5 separate regions of the Mus musculus genome follow, and all the other regions are linked to region 4. A link is a contact called in public Hi-C, promoter capture Hi-C and targeted proximity ligation data. All regions are on one chromosome and are shown on one strand. The core of a region is the stretch at or near the end of the contact, and the rest is flanking DNA. Distances in the headings are between cores, read along the strand shown. Region 1 holds the start of Aldh18a1 (aldehyde dehydrogenase 18 family, member A1). Region 2 holds the start of Sorbs1 (sorbin and SH3 domain containing 1). Region 3 holds the start of Pdlim1 (PDZ and LIM domain 1 (elfin)). Region 4 holds the start of Cep55 (centrosomal protein 55). Region 5 holds the start of Blnk (B cell linker).

Evidence for each region. Promoter capture Hi-C pulls out the DNA fragments that hold promoters and counts their contacts. A called contact is a pair of places that touch in the nucleus more often than the background predicts. Capture Hi-C pulls out chosen DNA fragments and counts their contacts.
Region 1: a Hi-C map of B cells shows a contact between it and region 4, with 7 read pairs. A contact is called at or near these places in 2 of 39 promoter capture datasets (the 3T3-L1 cell line and liver), 1 of 484 Hi-C or Micro-C datasets (B cells) and 1 of 130 datasets of targeted methods (astrocytes).
Region 2: a contact with region 4 is called in a promoter capture Hi-C map of liver, with 2.8 times the contacts expected there. A contact is called at or near these places in 3 of 39 promoter capture datasets (the 3T3-L1 cell line, the C10 cell line and cranial neural crest), 2 of 130 datasets of targeted methods (astrocytes and embryonic forebrain) and 1 of 9 other capture datasets (liver).
Region 3: a contact with region 4 is called in a targeted proximity ligation map of thymic regulatory T cells, with 9 times the contacts expected there. A contact is called at or near these places in 2 of 39 promoter capture datasets (cranial neural crest and hippocampal neurons) and 2 of 130 datasets of targeted methods (pro-B cells and thymic regulatory T cells).
Region 5: a promoter capture Hi-C map of pre-B cells shows a contact between it and region 4, with 6 times the contacts expected there. A contact is called at or near these places in 2 of 39 promoter capture datasets (liver and pre-B cells).

What each region holds. Positions count from the first base shown.
Region 1 is chr19:40,587,086-40,589,785 of GRCm38.p6, reverse strand. Aldh18a1 (aldehyde dehydrogenase 18 family, member A1) reads left to right here and starts at 1,323. Exons shown (of 19, transcript NM_019698.2): 1 at 1,323-1,476. Gm27042 (a long non-coding RNA gene) reads right to left here and starts at 1,254. Exons shown (of 4, transcript XR_386705.4): 1 at 1,167-1,254.
Region 2 is chr19:40,512,343-40,515,042 of GRCm38.p6, reverse strand. Sorbs1 (sorbin and SH3 domain containing 1) reads left to right here and starts at 1,307. Exons shown (of 29, transcript NM_178362.1): 1 at 1,307-1,672.
Region 3 is chr19:40,270,193-40,272,892 of GRCm38.p6, reverse strand. It overlaps Pdlim1 (PDZ and LIM domain 1 (elfin)), which reads left to right and starts at 1,277. Exons shown (of 7, transcript NM_016861.4): 1 at 1,277-1,547. The coding sequence starts at 1,452. It overlaps Gm41845 (a long non-coding RNA gene), which reads right to left and starts at 1,327. Exons shown (of 3, transcript XR_877853.2): 1 at 1,113-1,327.
Region 4 is chr19:38,053,615-38,056,314 of GRCm38.p6, reverse strand. It overlaps Cep55 (centrosomal protein 55), which reads right to left and starts at 1,274. Exons shown (of 10, transcript NM_001164362.2): 1 at 998-1,274.
Region 5 is chr19:40,992,791-40,995,490 of GRCm38.p6, reverse strand. Blnk (B cell linker) reads left to right here and starts at 1,270. Exons shown (of 17, transcript NM_008528.5): 1 at 1,270-1,479. The coding sequence starts at 1,433.

The DNA of each region.
Region 1 (2,700 bases), core at 74-2,573, 2.5 Mb before region 4:
TTCTAACTTAGCTCCAGTCCCTTAGTCTAGTTACACCCCTGACACACACCCACACGCACCCCCCCCCCCCCACTTTTTTTAGAAGCCCGGGTACCAGATCTAATCAGCGCCTGCTGTTTTGTTTCTCTTTAATGCCCCACCTCCCCACCCTCAACGTGCTCAAAATTTAACGCGTCCTGGCGCCAACACCCTTCCCAAAGCACAGATTTTCTCAGCTTCTTCCTAGATCTCATATGCCGACGCACATTTCATTTCAAAGAACTCCTCTTCCTGGTACTCAACCCTTAGCAAAAAGTGCTGTGAGCGCGCCTTCCTTTTTGCTCCCACGCCCCCTGTCGGCGCCTTTCGTCTGCTTTATTTCTTACAGGGCGCTTTGCAATAGGCTAACCCACTTCCCAGTTTCTACACCTCTGTGCTGATTTCCGACACAAAAACCTGATCATATCATTCCAGGGCTTTAGAAGTTTGGATTCACTGACTTGGTGACCCATAAGATTCAAAATCTTTGTATGGTGAGCTCCCAGCCAGATGTTCTCTTCTGCAAACCTATCATCCATGAGCGTGGATCTCTCCTAAGCTGAAACCTCCTTTTAGCCCTTCCCCCCACTCCCCCCCGCTCCCCGCCCCCTGCCCTTCCCCCCATACTCCTGCATCATGGACTGAGAAGTAGTGGTAAGTTCCCTTTAGTGAATTAGAAAATGAATGAATAGGCTCAGTAGCATTGTCAGGACTACAAAAGCATAAAGAACCAATTTTCAGCCACAGTTGACCTTCTCTAGACAATGGCCTCCCTGCAACGAACGGTGCTATGGGACGAGAACGTTGCCAGCCCGGAAGGAGATGATCTGTGTCCGTTATGCATTCAACTTTGGGATAATCAGTGGTTATTAATAATCAGAGATTAAACACACCGTCTTAAAATGCAGTATTCTTACCACCACCTTTGCTGAAAACACTTGGGCTGTTATTTTCGGGTAACTAGGTGCCAACTTGTTTTACCATGGTGCCAATTTTTTTCAATAGCCAGTCTTTGTTTTTGTTTTTGTTTTGAGGGAGACGGTCTTTGTTGATTCAATCTATTTCTAATGTGAGTCTGACATATAGACGATCAACTGTCAAACACGCTTTATGAAATCCATCAGCAACTAGAAGCCAGTCTTCCTTACCTTTCTGGGAAGCTGTCTGGGGAGGTTCCTTTCTGGGTGCTCGAAGCCCCGCCCCTATACTCTGCGGGCGCGGAGCCTGGGGATGGGAGGGGGCCGCCACGTGGAGCGTGGGCGCGATTCTCAGAAGCGCCTGCGCCGTTGCCGTGGCGTAGCGTGGGTCAGACCCGTCTCCCAACGTCAGCGGCGCTACGGGGCTTCAGTCTAACGCGGCTGACGCAACTCCGGAGAGCTGGACGTAGACGGAAGAAAAGGCGGAGGAGAGGGCGGTCGCCGCGAAGAGTGGTCCAGGGCTGGGGTCGGCGGCCAGCAGGTAGGTGGCTGGGCAGCACCGGGCAAGGGGTACACTCACTGAAAGGGGGAGATGCGGGGTGCAGCCGCGGGTCCGGAGGGGCGTGGACACGGGAGCCGGCGGCGGCGCGGGGCAGCCAGGTGCTCTGAGATGCTCATGCACAGCTCCCGGTGCAGGGTTTAGGAGGCCCAGGGATCTCTGGCCATCTTTTGGGTATGCTACCAGCGGAGGCTGGAGGACCCTGCAGCCTCTTCCTACCAAGTCCACAACCGGCTTCCAGGGCTCCTGTGCTGCGAGTAGTCATACACCTGGTGTGAAACCATCCACGGACGCACTCCCAGGGCCTGAGTCTGCAATTCTCTGTGGCTCGCGACCTGACATATGGAACCTGTACATAGGAGATTCTCCCTGCAGCCAGGGTTATTCCCGGAGACCCCGTGTGTGATAATTATCTCCTGGCACAGAAAGGGTGCGCTCAGATTCTTCACCCCGCACGCCATACCCCAGCCTTATTCCCCCACCCTCCGAAGCAACAACATTTATCTTTGAGTTTCTGTCTTTCTATTAAGTAGTGAACCATGAACTCAGCATGTGTTTTTCTGGGTAGTTTGTTGAGACTGAAGTTCACTTCTCTAAGTGAGATAAGAGCTCTCCGTGTGTTTGTGTCTAGTCACTTGAAAGCTGTTCTGAGTTAAAATATAAGAACTTCTCTCTCGATCACAGAGTCTCCACGTATATACCCTTTGGGCTTTTGCATCACCTGTCTGGTTTTTGCTGTCACAACAAACTGACTGGTTGAACAGTCGTTTGCAATATAAGATCTTGCCTCCCTGGGCCAGAGACAAATGGTAGACCTCATACCTCCAAGGATCTCAGACGTTCAGAGCTTTCTGTGCTTAGACAAGAGAGGGGTAAACAGTCTAGAACTATGCATGTGACCCGATCAGAATCTTTTCTGAGACAGGGTCTTATGTAGCCCAGGCTGGCCTAGAACTGGCTGTGTGCTGAGAACGACCTCGGGCTTCTGATCCTTTTTGCCTCTACTTCCCCCGAATGCTGGGATTACAGGCGTTTGCCACTAAGCACGGCTGTCCATCAGTGGCTCTTTTGACCTTTTGGTGTCAGTGAAGGAAGTAAGTGGAAAGGTTAAGAAATGTCAGTGCCTTATAAAAGACAGAAGAGGGGGGTGGACAATAGCCTTATCTGTGCACCCAGGCGCTTTCCAGCCTTGCCTTGTGTCACTCC
Region 2 (2,700 bases), core at 58-2,557, 2.5 Mb before region 4:
CTTTACAGACAGGGTTCCCCTTGCCTGTGCAGTCACTAGGTCCTATTCTTACCCCACCACACAGCCTGCTAACTAGGAACACAGTTGGGCTGAAGATTCTTGCCCAAGATAGCAGAAAAGAATTAATTGTGCTCAGGTGACTATTCTGTTGTGTTGGAAAGTTGTAAGTCAACTTGACACAGGCTAAGGTCATCTGAGGGGAGGGAACCACAATTAAGAAAATGCCTCCGTAAGATGGGGCTGTAGGCAAGCCTGTAGGGCATTTTTAAAATTAGTGACTGATGGGGGAGGTTCCAACCCATTGTGGATGGGCCATCCTGAGCTCATGGTCTTGGATTCTATATGAAAACAGACTAAGCAAGCCATGGAGAGCAAGCCAGTATGCGGTATCCCTCTGTATCAGCTTCCTGACTCCTGCCCTGTTTGAGTTCCTGTCCTGACTTCCTTCAATGGGGAGCAGTGTTGTGGAAGTGTAAGCCAAATAAACTCTTTTCTCCCCAATTTGCAGAGTGGTGCAGCCAATAATCCGCTCTAGAGGCTGAGTCAGGAGGTTGGCCTGGGGTGTGAGTATGTGGGGCAGCCTCTAATCCCAGAAGGTGGGATTAAGGATCATCTTTGGCTGCACGGTGAGTTTGAGGCCGCGCTAGAATACGTGAGCCGCCTGTCCAAAAATAAATAAATAAATAAATAAATAAATAAATAAATAAATAAATAAAGACTAAAACGAGAAACTAGTAACAACGTCTTTTTCACAAGGCTGGGAAAATCAAATGAGAAAATAGGGAGCATTAGGCAACTGTCTGGTAGAATATAATCAGACTGACAGTGCCATTGGCAAGCTTTTATTCACTACATTTTATCAAGAGGAATTATGGTGCCATTTTACAGATCAGCAAAAGGGCACAGGGTTAAGTAATTTGTTTATAGCTAGGACACACTGTTATTTTACGCTTACTGTTCTTTTCAAGCTCTCTGTGGGCAAACCCTTATAGAGACCACAGGGCCAGCGTCTGGAGTCACTCGCGGGCAGCCCAGGGTAGAAAGGGTTAGCGGGTGCGCGCGCGACATCCGCGGGAACCCGCGGGCGCGCGCCCCGCTCACAGGGACGCAGGCTTGGCGGCGGGCTCTTCCTCGCCTCCCCATTGGCGCACACGCCCCTTCCTGTCACGGCCGGCCAGGCCCCGCCCCCTGGGCGCTGCCGGAGTGGACGGTTCCAGGCCATGCTAATGAGGGGCTGGTCGCCGCCGCCCATTGGCCGGCCCCAGTGTCGGTGAAGTCAGCTCGGAGTAGCAGAAAAACAGAGCGGGGCTGACTGTAGCGTGGAGCGCGAGCCGGGCTGGACGCGCGCAAGCCCTTGCCGGGGACCCGCGAGGTAAGCGGGCGGCGGCTGCGCTCTCCGGCGGCAGCTCCCGGGCGGGCGCAGCGGGCCCCCGGAGCGGTGCCTTTGTTCAGCGCGCGGAGGAGGTGCTTTTAAAGGGCCAGCTGTTGGAAGGACCTGGGGGCCCCCCTTCTCCCAGAGCATCCCCGGGTGGCCGCGGGGGACCTTCGCCGAGCCGTGTCTCCCGGCTGCTCTGTGTCCCCTCTCCCCGTCCCTTCAAGAAAAGTTGCTAGGACGCGGGGAGGTTTGGGGATTCCAGGTTTCTTTATGCCTTTTCGTTTTTGGTAGGTGAAGGTAAGTGCGATCATGGCCTCTGCTTAGGAGGGAATGTCCGCCCGCTTCAGCCTGGCTGCAGTGTGGGTGGATGGAGACGGGAGAGCCCTGGTGGGTTTGCGCTGGAAAGTGAAACTACTGAGGGTCTTTTCTGCAGTGGCCAAAGGAAGAAGGGCGCAAGTGTCAGGATGGAGGCATCTCAGGTGTATTCATTCATCAGCACACCCTTCCACTCCATCACCTAAGCCGAGGGCGGCGGGAGGGGGGCAAGCACTACGCTGCTGGCCCAGACCAGCCTGCATCCGAGCGTGTTGGTGGGTGTGTGTCTGGGTATACGGTGCTTCCGCTCACCGCCCAGGCCCCTTCATGCTTCCCTGGATGACTGGATGACAGCATCTTGCAGGGCAGCCCATCACCAAAGGGACCTAAAGCTACTCCTTTCTCTTATTTCCCAGGCTGTCCCTCCCGGGGTTTCCACGGTCTTTTCCCTGATAAGCGGTGGTGACATTCGAGATAGGAGGGAAAGGAGGCTTTAAAGTCATTATGCTTCTTTGAAGGGCGACGTGCTGTCGATTTCTGTATCCTGGAACCTCTGCGTGTCATACTATGCCTTTGAAATTCATCAGTGCTTTTTCCGGGCGGACAGAATTTATTATGCATTGCTACATAGAAGCAGAAGATCCCTCTGAGCCGGCTCATTCCATCCTGTCCGAGGGTTTTCCCAGCATGTTCTGGACGAGCCTTTGGATTTTTGTTTGAATCGCTGAGCTCTGGGTTGCCCCTGTTGTCACACGGCCGACCTACTGAAATTGCTAAAATTGATTTCAGTCAGTAGGCGGGATGTTCATCTAGAGACACCATAGAACCTGCCAGGCATGTTAGGCCGCTGACTGATCCCCCCCCCCCCCCCCCGCCCATCTTCCAGTCCCCAACACTGGTGTGTCCTTTTTCTTCCTTGGAGAAGGCCAGGGACAGCTTGTCTGACCACATGCTTTTTTTGATTTTTTAAAATACCTCTCTTTACATTTAAGTGTGTGTTTTGGCTGGAA
Region 3 (2,700 bases), core at 28-2,527, 2.2 Mb before region 4:
ACCGCGGGGGGTCGCGAGGAGCTGCACTTTTCACAAATCCATTCAACCTGTGTCCAGCTTCCCGAATGAATGGGAACCAGGAAAACCACGAGGGGGTCAGTGGTCCTAAGGTTGGCTAATGTATTACATCCATCATGAGATTATTCTAGGCGGGGAACACCGCAGTGAGCTGTTTGCAAGATAAAAACCCGTCAGGTCTTGAAACTAGCGCTTAGGAATGTGGGTAGGACAAACTAATAAGTAAACTATAGACTACACAGGGATGGGCAGAGAATTAAGGCAGTGGAAGTTAAAGGGGGTCTAGAGGGGATGTTTAAATGGCTCTCAGAAATGGCCTTAACCAGAAGATGGTATCTGCAAGAAACCCTTGAGTTATCTGGGGGAAGGATACACGTGATGGCAAAGCTCTGAGTAGGAGGCCAGTGTGGTCAAAGTTGGAGACAGATTACAGCAGATTCAAGTCGTTCTTGGAGTGGCCTTAGAGGCATTTAAAGGGTTGGATTTTTACTCAGGGTGAAGAAGCATCAGTGGACAGCATGAGTTGTGGTTTAATCTGTTTTGAGAACTTATTTTGGGGGCAGCTCACAGAAGAAACTGATAGGGAGCTTTGAACCCTGGAATTTCCATTCACCGCTTTCCCGGCATTGGTCCACCCCGGACTTCATGATGGAATTGTTGGGAACGTCAGAATTCACCTACCTTCAATTTCAACTCCAGCCAGGAGGAAAGGTTTCTAGGAACTTCGTAGAGCCTAATTATAACCCCCTGACTACCCCCCCCCCCAACCGTTATAGTCCCATTAGCATTGGAAAGCTTCCAGGGTGGCCCAAGGAGCCTGGAAAATGATTCAGTAGCAACCCCGAGTTGTTGCGTAGCCTTAGGGGTGCTTTATAATCTCGGGCAGCCTCAATGACTTTATCTCTAAAATGGGACTAGAGATAAAGCGCCTAATTGCGTCAGGTGAGATCACTTGAAAGCGCCTCTTAAACGGCTCTGCGGTTTCCAAAAGTGTAAACCGCTCTGACCTCGCTCAATCCTTTTCGACTTTTTGCAAAGCACAACGCGTGGGTTTGTAAGGTCTGCTGTAGGTGGGGACAAGGCTTAGGTCTCACCTAGCTTTCATGCCGGGTTGGGAGCAGCAAGAAGGCTGTGGGTAGGGCGGGAGGAGGTGCGGGCGGAGGTTCGGGGCTGCTGGGCGGAGTTGAAGAGCCTAACTCCCGGATTAGAGTCTGGCGAGGTCCTGCGGGCCCGCTGGGAGTGGAGGCGCGGGCCGGGCGGGGCTGCAGCGACGCGGCCGGGGCGGATCTGTCCCCGCCCTCGCTCGCGACCCCGCCCGTCCCAGGATCTCCCAACTCCCGCCGCGCGCTCTTTCTCCGACAGCTGCTCCGGGAGCCCCGCGCGCCGTGCAGTTCTGTGCCTTGCCTGTCTGTCCCTTCCGATTGTGCCTAGCGATGACCACCCAGCAGATTGTTCTCCAGGGCCCGGGTCCCTGGGGTTTCCGCCTCGTGGGCGGCAAGGACTTCGAACAACCTCTCGCCATTTCCCGGGTAAGAGCGTCTTGGGACGCGCGTGGGAACGGGGTGGTTTCGTAGGGTGGCGGCGCGCTGCGTCCCTATGGAGGTCGGGGTGACTGGAGCTCCGAGGGGATCGCGGTGGGGCGCATCCAGGTGCGCCATTCGCCGAGCGCTCTGTGCCATCTGCCACCCCGTCCCAACCGCCGCGCTCCGGGGCAAGCGGGCTCGGTGCGCGCTGAGTCAAGGCCAAAGACAGTTTTCTTTCTGCGCCCCGGAAGCGTGGCGCGGCGCGGCAAGCAGACAAGCTTTGTGCCTGGGCGTGGAGACCTGGGGCTCCGCAGACCCTGTGCGCCAAGAGTTAACACTCCTTGCTCTTCACAGTGAAAGAGTTGGGGAGAGCTAATCGGAAGCAATAGAAAGTCCTGGAAGGTGAATGGAGTACAGAAAAGTTCCCTGGAAGGCGAATGGGATTCGTTCAGCTAACAACCGAAACAACAATTTTACACTCTTCGGATATGACCCGTGGCTGGCTCTCGGTTCTGTAAAGCCTTTCACAGGAAACACTGGAGTTGGGAAATAACCCCAGATAAACCTCCGTAGTCTCTCCCTGTCTAAGGTGGTTAGATCACCTTTCTGCCCTCCAGGTTATTCGCGATAAGGCCATTTCCTTTTGGGGAAGCGCACTAACGGTGTGTGGTGGTGATGATTGAAAACTTCTTGGTTGGGTCTTATCTGTGGGAGGGCGGGTGGCTCAATCGCAGACTGCTAGACCCGTGGCCCGTAATTGAAATGCAACCCCCTGTTAGACTCAGGCTCGGTATTTGGAAGTCCACACTTTGGCTATGTGATTTGGGCCAAACACAAGGAATATGTCCCACTGAGAGTCAATACTTTAGATTTTTAGTCCTTTCATATAGGTGTGTGTGTGTGTGTGTGCGTGTGTGCGCGCGCGCGCGCGCGCGCGTGACTCCGCTGGGCCCCGGGGGTGTTACTAAATATCTTTTAATTAAGGAGATAGAAAAACCTCAGGGATGCCTGACCTAGAGGGACCACATTCCATTCTTTTGTACACTTGTCTGCTGAAGCTAACCTTAAACTTGCTCCTCCAGTCTTGTAAATGTGTCTTTTTTTTTTTTTTTTTTTTTTTTTTAAATCTCAGAGGGATTCTGGGATGGAAATGGAAGTG
Region 4 (2,700 bases), core at 25-2,524:
GCAGGCAACAGCAATACAACAAAAGAAAAGGAGATTCACATATTCTTAAACTGTAATTAATACTAATAGTCATAAAAGCTACCACTACAAGAAAATCTACTTAGGGCGGTGAGTGTGAGGTTGTCCTGTATAAAATCAGCCTAAAAATAATAGAACTGCATAAACAAACTTGAACGAAATCTGTATTAATGCATTCAACCTGGTTTTGCCCACTATCTTGACAAATACCAAGTAAAATTGCTAGTACAATCTGCCGAGGCAAATGCACAGTTAACGTGTTTTAGGAACCTGCTACCACAAACGTTTCTCCCTGGGCTTCTGCTGACGTCAGAAGGAGGACTTAACAGTTTGAAAATACCCTCAGGACATTTGCATCCTAACTTTTGGAGAGGATTCCTAAAAACTTAGTGTTCTTGACTCTTGTCTAGGCTGACCCAGCACACACTCCTCCTCATCTCAATCCTGCTCTCACCTAGTCTTTCCTTTCCCAGTATTTTCTATTCCAATCGATCATAAAGTTCTTTTTTTTTTTTTTTTAAAGTTCTTCTACTCGGGAACGTCCCTACCCAGTCCTAGTGGAATCTCCTTCAGGATGTGCTCTCTTAAATTTAATATGGGACACAGAACTCACCATACATACACAAGCTAGCAGTCAGTACTATCTGCTCACAACATTTTCTTTTTCAATCAACAACTGTTCAAAAGAACTGTGTTTTGATTTTTTTTTGGGGGGGGGGGCATACAAGAGCTTAAAGGCAGCTGCTTGGAAATCTCTGACTCGACTGAAGGGACCTAAGTCATTCTGGTCAGGAGTCTAAAGAAGCATTTCCGTTCAGTAAATCTCCCAAATCTACGAGGGGTCAGGAAAGAGGCAGGAAAATAAAAAACTGCAAAGAGAAGCGCTTGCTAAGCAAAGGCTGACCGCACTGGAGACCTGAGAGACCTGGCTCAGGTCACTGGCCTCGCGGTAACCTCTCTGTTAAGAAAGTGATAATACCGCCAAGTTCAAAGGAGCCGAAAGGATGGCCTGCGGGCCGGCGGTCGACAGGAACGCAGCGCGGGGTCTCTCAGGGAGCCAGCATGTGTTCCAGCGATTCCAGCCAGGGGAGACGGAGTCCTGCGGCGTGATCTGCTCACCAGCGCTCCTCCCGGGAGGTCTAGTCCTGCCCAGGGGCTAACGAGCCCCGGCTGTCCTCCCCTCCCTCCCCGGCCGAGGCCGGGACCACTCACTACCTGAGACAAACACAGCGCTCGCGTCGCCGCCGCAGACCACTTATCAACCAGGACACCGCTTCCGGGAGTTTGAATCCCGCGGCTGTAGGGCGGGTCACGTCACTGCCGGCTTGGCGAAGGGCGGGGTCTGCAATCAGAGGACGGGCGGGAGAGGGCGGGGTCTGCAATCTGAGGAAAGGCGGGAGAGGGCGGGGCCTGCAATCTGAGTGAAGGCTGGAATCTGAGGATGGAGGAGAGAGGGAGGGCCCAGGAGCCTGAGGGCGGGGCAAAGGCGGAGTCTAGAGCCAGAGGAGGGGCGGGGCAAGGTCTGGAACCCGACGGCAGGCGGGGCGAAGACCGGCTCTGGAATCAGAGGGAGGGGATCGAAACTAGCCGGGCAGACGGGTAGGGGCAGAGTGGGGAAGGTAAGGGCGAGCAAGACATAGAGCCTGACGGGAGCTACAATCCGTGCCGGCCGGGTCAGAGAAGGACCTTGTGAAGATAGAGGGTGTCTGTGGAAACGTGGTGTGAAATGAGGCGGGTGTGATGGTGTGGGTGTGGGTGTGGGTGTGCGGGAGTGTGGGCGTGGTGGAGGCGGAGCCAAGGACAGAGTCGGAGGACCAGTTCAATCTGGGCCTGCTTGCTTTTCTCTGTGTGTTCGGACCCTGCTGTTATCCATAGGACAAGCTCTGTGACCCTCGCCTGGGACTGACTGGTCTATGTTCTTTGGGAACCAATTTCTCTTTGTGAGGTAGAGCACAACCTCCTAGTCTTCCGGGCGGGCCACTCATTTACCCTGTCAAACTCAGGGGCGGAGCAATGGGGAACGAAGCTGTAGGGAGCTGATAAACTCCCAGTTTGAAAACCGAGATTGTGAGCCCCAGCAGCGATTCCAGATTGCTGCCCTACAGGCAGATGTGTCTTTATTGGTCTTTATCGGTCACATCAGGGTCTTGATTAGCGTCTTGAGAACTTGAAGCAAACAATTGCTTATGGCGTGTCGTTCTTAGACTTAGCCTAGGCATACCAGAAGTTTACAGCGAAAAAAATCAGTAGCAAAGCATCCTATGAAGGTAATGTATGTAGTACAAGGGTTAAAATCCTGAATGCCTCTTAATAGATGTGTGGCCTTGAGAACATTTCACTTCCTTGAGCCTCAGTTTCCTGATCTATACCAGGATGCAGATAACCATCTGGTAGTGTGGCTGCGAGGGCTAGAGTTTAACAAATGTAGTTAGGCACTGTTAAGTAAAAGACAACAAATCCATTTGTTACTGAATCTAGTGGATGAGAAACCATGTAAGGAATTTCAGTTTGTTTTATTTGTTTAAAGCAGGAAGATGGCAATCCAAGATACTGGAATTCTCTATTTACACAGTCCTCCCGCCTGAAGTATGAACGGAGAAACAGATGGAGAAAGGAATAGTCTTATTAACCACAAGGTGGCACACTAGAAGGCGGCAAGCAGGCTTTTGCGTTTCAATGTCC
Region 5 (2,700 bases), core at 21-2,520, 2.9 Mb before region 4:
CGGGAAGCAAGTGTCTGCATTTCTCTCCTGATGCCCTACTCTTCTGCAAAGGGACCTCACCCTTCAACCACTCTGAGGCATCAGCTCTCGGACATCCTGAAGAATGGCAAATTCAGATATAGTGCATGAACGTGAACAGTCAAGGAACCAGGAGGACCGAAGAGCTCCTCTTTGAACAAAGAACCTGGGGGTGGGGGTGGGCAGGGGCGGGAAGAAATCCGGGTTTGCTCTCTGTCTCTTCTCCTCCCTTCTCTGGCCTGGTCCTCCTTCCCACTCTCTCCTCAGCCAGGCCCTTGAAGCTATAACAGGAGAGATAACTGAAATCCCTCCACTCTGTCTCCCTCCAACCCCCCGTGCATTCTTTAGACCCAGGTCGATGGTCCTTTGATAATGTTCAGAACGTAATCTCCTTTCACAAAGGTGACTAGGATGTGCCAGGTGAGTGGGGGTGGGGGTGTTCAGGTCCAAGGGGAAGAAAGAACACGCCCTCTCATTTTTTTGTTTTTTGTGTTTTGTTGTCTCGAGGAGTATAGCAGAACTGTCTAGATGGGGTCAGAGGCAGGTGTGGGATTTCACTGTGCTTGGGATACCCCTACACCTGACATGTCGCACTGGGTGTGATGAGAGGGGAAGACATGGAGGGGAGTTAGGAGGCATCCGCCTGATGTCATGTGTTGGGAAATCACTAGGCTTGTCCTCAGCTGACTTTTGAGTGTATCCTGTCTTTATTTGAAAATGGCAAGCTTTCAGCAAGGCAACTCCTGACTCCACACAGCATACGATAGGGTCGCCTTTCCCCACCCCTAAGTGACCTTGACCTTGCACAAAGAATTACCTATCACATTTTAAATGACCACTGCTGTGACCTCGGTGACAAGAACTGTCCATTTCATGTCTTAGTTCTTAAGAAGAAGAGGCTAACCCATGGCTTAATGCAAATGAGCAGAAAGCCCCCAAAGAGCCATCCAGATATAATTGATTATTCAGCTTTTCCTTGTACCTAAGAAGTGGCAGGGTGACTCTGGCCATCTGCTAAAAACAGGGACTACCTAAGGTTTGGGACAAACAGGAAGTAGTGCTCAGTCAGAAACTTATCCAACCTGGCAACACACCTGATCATAAAAGAGCTACTGGAAGGGATTTGCATGCCCAATAAGGTTTCACTACCGAAGTTTACACAACGCACAGTAATCAGCCAGGCTGGCTGACTCCCTGGATCACATGACCTCGTAGAAACATGAAACTTGGCGATGCGCTCCAGCGAGTTTTACTTCCCCTGTGCAGGGGTGTTTGCCAGCAGCCTGTGGGTTGCTCGCAGAAGTCAGTTCCAGTGGCTTGAGTTCTTGAGGCCAGAGCCTTACCATGCTGCTCCCCAGGAAGTCCAGGAGCTGCTGACACCCCCCTGGACAGCGACACATCCTCTCTCAAGAAAATGGACAAGCTGAATAAGATAACTGTCCCTGCCAGCCAGAAGCTGAGGTAAGAGATTCCCTTCGGAGCCTTATTCCTCTTCTTTGCCCTCTAGGGCTCCTCCAGCGCTCAGAGGCACCAAAACCTTGGGATACTTGACCAGTGCCAATCGGTTAGCAATGGCTATAGGGAAGTAGATCAGCTTTTTAAAGAAACGTGTAGGAGGAGTGAAGGAACCTGCTTTGGCTGGTTTTTGCCAGGGATGGGACAAAGAGTGAAGCTCTGGGAAGGCAAGAAGATAGAAAATTTGATGGCCCACATGCTAGCAACAGCCAGCTTTCTGAGTCTGAGGAGGGGCTCATCCATGGTGTGAAGAGCGTTTGTAGTCACTGTCGCTTACTGACTCTTGTTTGTTTTGTGGGTGTTCACCCTAAGTTTATTGGGGGAACTACGCGTCTCTCCAGTACCCTCATGACTATCTATTTTAGAATGTCAGATGGCTCACTGGATAAAGTGCTGAATGTGCAGGTCTGATGATCTAAGTTCCATGCCCACAACCCAGATAAAAAACGGAAAGAGAAGCAACTCCACAAAGCTGTCCTTGGACTCCACAGTCACTGCCAGCCTGGCACATGCATGCCCTGACACATCATGCCCACACACATTTCACACACACATACACACACACATACTGATAATAACAATAACCATTTTAAAAAACAGCTTTGGCAATTTAAAGAAATATATACTAAGAAAGAATAAGCCAGCAGTGGCCTAAGGCATACATACGTCAAGAGACCATGCAAAGATGACTTCCCAGTTTTTGAGTTTGAAGAGCATTGTCTTCTGAAGTGGGGCTGATGACTCTCAGAGGCTGGAACTTTCAAACGTTTAAGGGTGTGTTATATTCCATGTGCAGGCTAGAACTTTGGACTTTCATGAGGTCATACTTAAGGGATGGAGCACTGGAGAGTCTGAGACAAATGACAAGAAAAGACATGGAGTTGATAGAAGGACAGTCTTTCACGGTGGCACATGGGTCTTCTCACTCTGAGGGGTTTGGTAAGAGGCAGACTGAGAGGTACTAAGGGGTCCAGACCAGCGGGCAGCATCAGCTGGTCAGCCATTTTATAGAGGATACCCAGGAGAGCCACAGAGCCTTTAACATGGAAGTTAGAAGGTCCCACAGGCACCCTCCATCTTCTGCTGTGCATCTCACGGAAGGGAAGGGTAGAGCAGACATCGTAGAAATAATAAGGGGGCCACGAAGTGGAGAAGAGGATTGGAGTA